Regions from separate parts of the Mus musculus genome. Here region 2 is linked to region 1. Evidence: chromatin contacts called from public promoter capture Hi-C data. All regions are on one chromosome and are shown on one strand. The core of a region is the stretch at or near the end of the contact, and the rest is flanking DNA. Distances in the headings are between cores, read along the strand shown.

Region 1 (3,286 bases), core at 496-2,995:
TCTTGCTGGCCTTTCTTGCTCATTTTTCATATGCAAAACATTGCACCAGAAATGAAGATGCGCATAGAGCCCCTGCTGTAGTGAGGGAGAGCCAGTCTGTTGACTGTTAGTTCATAGGGCAGTTTGTAAAAAAATGTCTTTCACTGTGTACCCGAGGACTCTTGGAGCAGAAGGGAATGAGTTGTCTGAGAAGAGCCAAAAAGCTTCACAAAACAGATGCACTGGGAACCTGAGAGGGCCGGGTGCTCACCGTGTCCTGGAGGCCATCCTAGAGACTGAACGCCTGACACAGAAAAGGCCTGGAGGCCAGAAGCAGGATAGTCCCTTCGAAGGGGTGGGAAGATGGAATTTAGAAGATAGGCCGAGTCCTTACTGTAGAGAGTGCCAGACTCCCAGCAAACAGCTCATGTTGTTCTCTCTGCATTACTAGGTTGCATAGGTTGTCTTCGTTTTATAGGTGAGAAGGAAGCTTGTGGTTTGCACATGACATCTGCTACGTGGCTTCGTCTTTCATGGAGGCTCGAAAGCACTGCTATTAAGAGCAGTCCCCTCATAACAACACATACTTTCCTTCCAAATCCGAAACGCATGTGGTACTAAATGCCTGTCATCATAGACTGCCTGTTTGATACACTTGTGAAAAACCCTCCATATGTGTGTTTATATGGTGTATGTGCGGTGCAAATGCATACATATCATGGTGTGTGGTGTGCATATGAGGTCAAAGGACATTTTTTTTTTTCAAGACAGGGTTTCTCTGTATAGCCCTGGCTGTCCTGGAACTCACTCTGTAGACCAGGCTGGCCTCGAACTCAGAAATCCGCCTGCCTCTGCCTCCCGAGTGCTGGGATTAAAGGTGTGCGCCACCATGCCCAGCTGACATTCTTGTTTTGAAGCAGGGTCTTTTGCCAACTACCATAGAAGCACTGGCTGGGCTATCCTGCTGGGCTTTGCACCGGGGCTAGAGAGATGACCTCAGGTCTTTAGACCTCATAAACCAGCACTTTATCTAAGGTTTCATTTCCCCAGGCCTGGGTGGCTGTTGTTGTTTGGGTTTTGTTTGGTTTGGTTTTTTTGGAGACTGTCACAGTAGCCTAGGCTGACCTCAAACTTGCTCTAAAGCCAAAGATGACCTTGAACTTCAGCTCCTTCCCTCCTTGTCTCCCAAGTGCTGAGGTTGAATATATGAGCTGCCATGCTTAATCCATAGTGCTTAGGGAAAGCTAGGCTTGCTACTCACAGACACAATGCACAGCCCTCTGGGTGCTTTGCAGGGAGGACACACAGTCCCTACACCTGCCCTGTCCCGCACGTAGGAGGTAACTTGGGAGCCAAGCAAGCTGGGCTCAGTGTAGAGCTCTGGACACTCTTGGGATGAGAGAGAGAGAGTGTAGATTGACACCCTTTGGAACGTTGGTTCGGTGATGATGAAAATTGGAAATAATTTGTATGTCTCCAGCGGACCTCCACATTAAATATTGATGTCCAACTCGAACGGAAAGGGCATGTAGCCGAATCCGTGTGGCGAAGACAAGGTTGTATTAAGCTGTCAGTGGTAACAATTAAGCCATAATGAATATGCCACTTAAATGTCTCTAGGCATCTGTACTTGTGTAAAGCTTGCTCCGTTTTGGCATCATTGAAACAGTGGCCCTCGTGTCGCTTTAAGAGCAGAGTCTGTTGCAGACGCGCAGGTGGCCAGTAACAGGATTAAACCTCAGTGGCCGGCTGGCCCCTGGACCCTGTGGCCTTGCCAAAGGCATCTTCATGTTGTGGTTGCAACACATCTAGTTTTCAGGACCTGGTGTGTGCTCCTGTGAGTGTGAGTGTGTGTGTGTGTACATGCTTGTGTCTGTGAGTGTGTAAATGCACCTATGTGTACTCTTGCATGTACAATCCTAGGTCAGTAACAGGTTTTGTTCCTCCAGAGCCATTTACCTTACTTTTTGAGGCCTGGAATTCATTGATTCTGCTACAGTGGCTGCAGTGAGCCCTTTAAGGGTGGGGGACCTGTGTCCTATATCAGATATCCTGCATATCAGATATTTACATTACAATAAATAACAGTAGCAAAATTACACTTATGAAGTAGCAATACACTTTTTTTTTCCAAGACATGGTTTCTCTGTATAGGTAGCCTTGGCTGTGCTAAAACTTGCATCCCCAGCAGGTGGAGGCTGAGACAGGAGGATGGCTTTTTTTTTTTTTTTTTTTTTGGTTTTTCGAGACAGGGTTTCTCTGTGTAGTCCTGGCTGTCCTGGAACTCACTCTGTAGACCAGGCTGGCTTCAAACTCAGAAATCTGCCTGCCTCTGCCTTCCAAGTGCTGGGATTAAAGACATGTGCCACCACTGCCCGGCTGGATGGTTTTATTTTAACCTAGGAGTTTCGATCCAGTTCAATCTGGTCAACATAGTGAAGACTCCCATCTGTTAAACATTTTAAAAGTTACAGTTTTGTGTTTTGTTGTTGCTGCTGTTGTTTTGTTGTTTAAACAGGAAATTGGATGTTGACAGGGTCATTTCAGCTCTAGACTGAAGAAAACCTGTTTTCACTTGCAGACATTTTTTTTTTAACTGAGTTTTGTTTGGGGAAGTCTCCAGACATTTTCTGTATGGGGTGCGGTGCGCCTTCTGGGAATGGAATAAGAATTTGCCTTGGAACTTTTGTGCCTAGCCCTTAAATAACCGAGTTCCTCCTTTAGATAGGAACTGGGTGTGGTGAGTGAGAGGAGCCAAGGACAAAGCTGCTGCCACTTTAATGGGTAATAATAGACATTGTGTGGGCCACTCAGCAGCACACACATACACAGGAAGATAGTAACGACCATGTGGGGCAGTTTCAGGTCCCCCTGCGGAGTGCTCTGCTCTGGAGCTTCAGAAAGTTTTCCAGGGCAGCAGAGTCACCGGGCGTGAACTTCTCTGCAGGAGACAGACAGACATGGTAGAGTCCTGGCACCTGCCTCTGCTGGGAGGTCTGGGAAGCCCGGGAATGTCAGGTGTAGTTTTGGTTCTTTTGTCTTTTTTATTGTAGTCAAGTATACATAACATACAACATAATTGAAACTAATTGGGCTAGATTTCTTATATATTTAGATTTTTCTTTATTTTTGATAATTCCGTGCCCCTATTTTCCCCTCTGACCCGATCCTCCTTCCAAGTTTTAAGTCTGTTTGATTTGTGTTTTGGTGACCACTGAGTTGAGGTAGAATTACCCATATGTACATGGACGTGGACGCTCACTGGAGCATGGGGAAGCTCTCCTCGCAGCTATCAGATGCCAGTAGC
Region 2 (3,286 bases), core at 458-2,957, 130 kb after region 1:
GATGTCAGCTGAGACATATGCATGTGCCAAGGCAAGACCCATGTAGGACATGTGATGTTTGGAGGGAGTAAAACGGCTCATCAGTGATGGAGCCGGAGCTTGGCTTGCTGGTACAGCTAGCGGTGCAATGCTCGCGGATCTTGAGTCTTTGCTGATCTTCACTTCCCTGAGAGAGGCACAGCCGAGAACTGCGAGAACTGCGCTCCTCCTGCTGACTCCAGCTGAGACTGAGGCCTGGCTGTCTGCTAGGTAGTGCCATCACTGCTGACTCGTGTTTGCTATGACTTTACTGAACTGGACTGCTGGTGAAGTGTTTGCAAGTGGATCGAGCTGCTGCTGCTAGCTTGTGAACTGAACTGCTGATTTCCACACGACACAGACAAGAGTTGCTCCAAAGAACCTTTCTAAACAGGTCCACTTCCCCATATCCTTTCTTTCCCACTACCTCTGGTGGGTAGTGGGCTAAAAGGGAGATTAAAGCATTTAAGAACCATCATTAAAAATAGATTTTGAAAAAATTAAGGTTATGTTCTACAGCATGGTTCAAAAAGCCACCCCCACAACTTGTCTTATGACATGCCTCTTAGAGTTGGAACTGTTTCTTCTTCATAGCACAGGACATAAAGAAATATGTGGCTGCACTTGACCTTGGCCGCAGTACATGGTGGGGGAAATGACCCTGGCTGGCCAGGCCCTGTTCCCCAGCTTTGGATCGAGCATCTGCTAGGTTTTAGATGGTGCTTCGTTCATTCCTTTGTAAACTCCCTCTTGCTGTGGGATGGATTTAACTTGGCCATTGGTAGGAGTTTTAACCTGTCCAGTCCCTGGAGTCATTTCTACTTTGCTACAGCAATTTTACTGAGATGGAACTCACATGGCACACAACTCATTTAACCCCCTTTTTATTTGTTTTGTGTGTTGTTCCTAGGGCCCCACTAGACAGGAATGTCCCCAACAGCAAGGATGAGCTGGCTTTTGCTCCTTCCTTCTCCATTCCCACCTTCTCCCCTCCCATGGCTGATTGAAGCACTCTTCCACTGTGCTGTATCCTCATCCCCACCCCCTCTCTATTTCTTTTTCTTCTGTTATTTGAAAGTTCCTTCCTATATATAACGTGGAGTGCCCCCCATGCACATACACTATGCTTGGACCCATCAACCCCCAGCAAGGTGTCCATTCCTGTTTTAGTTTTCTACAGTGCAGTTCCAGCCATTGATCTCTCCTTTGATGACCCACAGTCTCTATAGTGGTAACAAGGGTCCCAGTCACTGAGTGCTTGTCCTGAAGCAAGCACACCACTTGCAGCACTTCAGCCTCCTCATCTTCACACACTCCTCTGAAGTAGACAGCTGATCACATCTTATGGATAAGGAAACTGAGTCACAGAGAGGCTAAATGTTATACCCAAAGCTGCAAAGCAAAAGGGTGACCCCAGAGTCCTCCCTGTCCCCCTCATATTGCTGCACTGTGTGGCTGTCACCTATGGAGTGGCAGTGCTTAGGGGACCTGAAGGTGTTTCGTAGAGCATCTGTCAGGATCCTGCCTCTGAGTCCATTGCCCAGGGCATAAAGCACATGGTCCTTTAGGCCTTAGAGAGCAACAGTGCCACCTGCCAAGCGGCTCCCTCCCACCCCCACCCTGTGAGTTTGTTGACTCACGGTATTCACCCTTACAATCTAAATTTAGAATCCAAACAGCTAAAGTGTCTACCAGTTTTCAGATCCGACTCTCATTAGTTTGAGCTTGAATGCATTTAAAGGCACAGAGCTAAGGAGCCTGGACGTTACAAAGCACAGACTGGTTTCCTTTTCCTATCCTTTAATACCTGCCCACTCACCAATCTGTGAGGTTTCACCACGAGAAGGGAGAAAAGCAAGGTATCAAAGGTCTTCAGCTCCTCCCTCCGCTTGCTCCTATTCCACAGGAAAGCTTGGCACAGCTTTGTGGGGCTCTGTGGGGCTCCATTCGAGGAGGCGGCTCTGGATGACACTCAGGGCCATGCAGTTTGTCCTGTTGTTACTGCAAGCATCGCATTCACCTCATTCCCTTTTACAACATTCAGAAATGTATCAGGAAGAGCGTCTGGTAATGGCAGAACTACAGGAGCCTCAAGAACGGCATCGGGAGTGAGGCCAGAGGTCATTGTAACTGCATCCTTGAGCCACACATGAACTTTCCTCATAGTTCAGCTTTTACCTATAAGTCCGGCTATAAATACAGGAGTTGATTTAATGTTCCCACAAATCCTCACTGGCTGTGTGATGGTAAACATGCTACTCAGCCTCTCTGACCTTTGGTTTCTTCATCTGAGCAATGGACATTATATCCCCACCCCCATTTTAGAGAGACTCAGATGAGATAATACCCATGTTTAAGCTTCTTTTCCTGATTCTGTGATATCTATATCTATAGATATAACAAAAACAAACAAACAAAAACCAACCAAGACAACTTACAGGAGAATGGGTTTTTGTTTTGACTCACCATTCCAGGTACAGTCCGTCATGAAGGAGAAGTCATGACCACAGGAGCCTGAGGGACCCTGTCTCATTGTATATTCAGCCAGGAAGCAGAGATCAATGGCTGTTTGGACTCAGCTCATTTTCTCCTTTTTGTACAGTCCAGGATCTCACCCACTGTGGGCAGATCTTCTTACCTCCATTAACCTAATAGAGGCATTGCCACACACGTATGCTCGCAGGCCCATCTCCCAGGTGATTGTAGATTTTATCATGTAGACAAAAGAAGCTGACCATTATGGCATGCAACCATTAGGAATGATGCTACCATAAGCCTCATTCACAAGATTCCTTGTAAGCATGCATTTCACTTCTCTTGGTTATATGTTTAAGAGTGGAATTGCTGGGCCATGTGCTAACTTTAGTGTGTGTGTGTGTGTGTGTGTGTGTGTGTGTGTGTGTGTCCCCAAGAACTCCCAGAGAGCTCTCCAATGTGGCTGAGAAAGGTCACATGCCCACCAACCATGCGGGAAGATGTTTCTACATGAACATGCCTGATATGATACATGTCACTCAGTATTATCTGTTAGATTAGTCATTGTAGTGGGTGTCAGATGGCATCTCATTTGTATTTTTTAGTGACTAATGCTGTTGGGGATCTTTTCTGAGCATGTTGGTCATTACTATGTCTACTCTGTAGAAATACCAGAGCTGAGCTTTTGTCCCTTTAAATGGGGTTCTTTGTATTAATTAGGAAAAGTTTTGTGTGTGTGTGTGTGTGTGTGTATTGTGCATTCAAGTCCTTAATCAAATCCACAATTTCAGTT

The links. Capture Hi-C pulls out chosen DNA fragments and counts their contacts.
Region 2: a promoter capture Hi-C map of pancreatic islet shows a contact between it and region 1. The contact joins two enhancer-like sites. A contact is called at or near these places in 3 of 39 promoter capture datasets (embryonic stem cells, frontonasal cranial neural crest and neural stem cells) and 3 of 9 other capture datasets (adipose tissue, liver and pancreatic islet).

The regions. Positions count from the first base shown.
Region 1 is chr7:118,818,781-118,822,066 of GRCm38.p6, forward strand. The region is part of intron 26 of Vps35l (VPS35 endosomal protein sorting factor like); the gene reads left to right. Among named protein-coding and RNA genes, the nearest start is that of Gm26147, 12 kb to the right of the region's middle. Within about 2 kb of position 1,746, at least 26 of the 459 cell types and tissues checked have an H3K27ac peak or open chromatin away from gene starts, as enhancers often do. A contact at or near this core is called in pancreatic islet, where this site is marked.
Region 2 is chr7:118,952,199-118,955,484 of GRCm38.p6, forward strand. The region is part of intron 8 of Iqck (IQ motif containing K); the gene reads left to right. Among named protein-coding and RNA genes, the nearest start is that of Gm39076, 31 kb to the right of the region's middle. Within about 2 kb of position 1,708, at least 14 of the 459 cell types and tissues checked have an H3K27ac peak or open chromatin away from gene starts, as enhancers often do. A contact at or near this core is called in pancreatic islet, where this site is marked.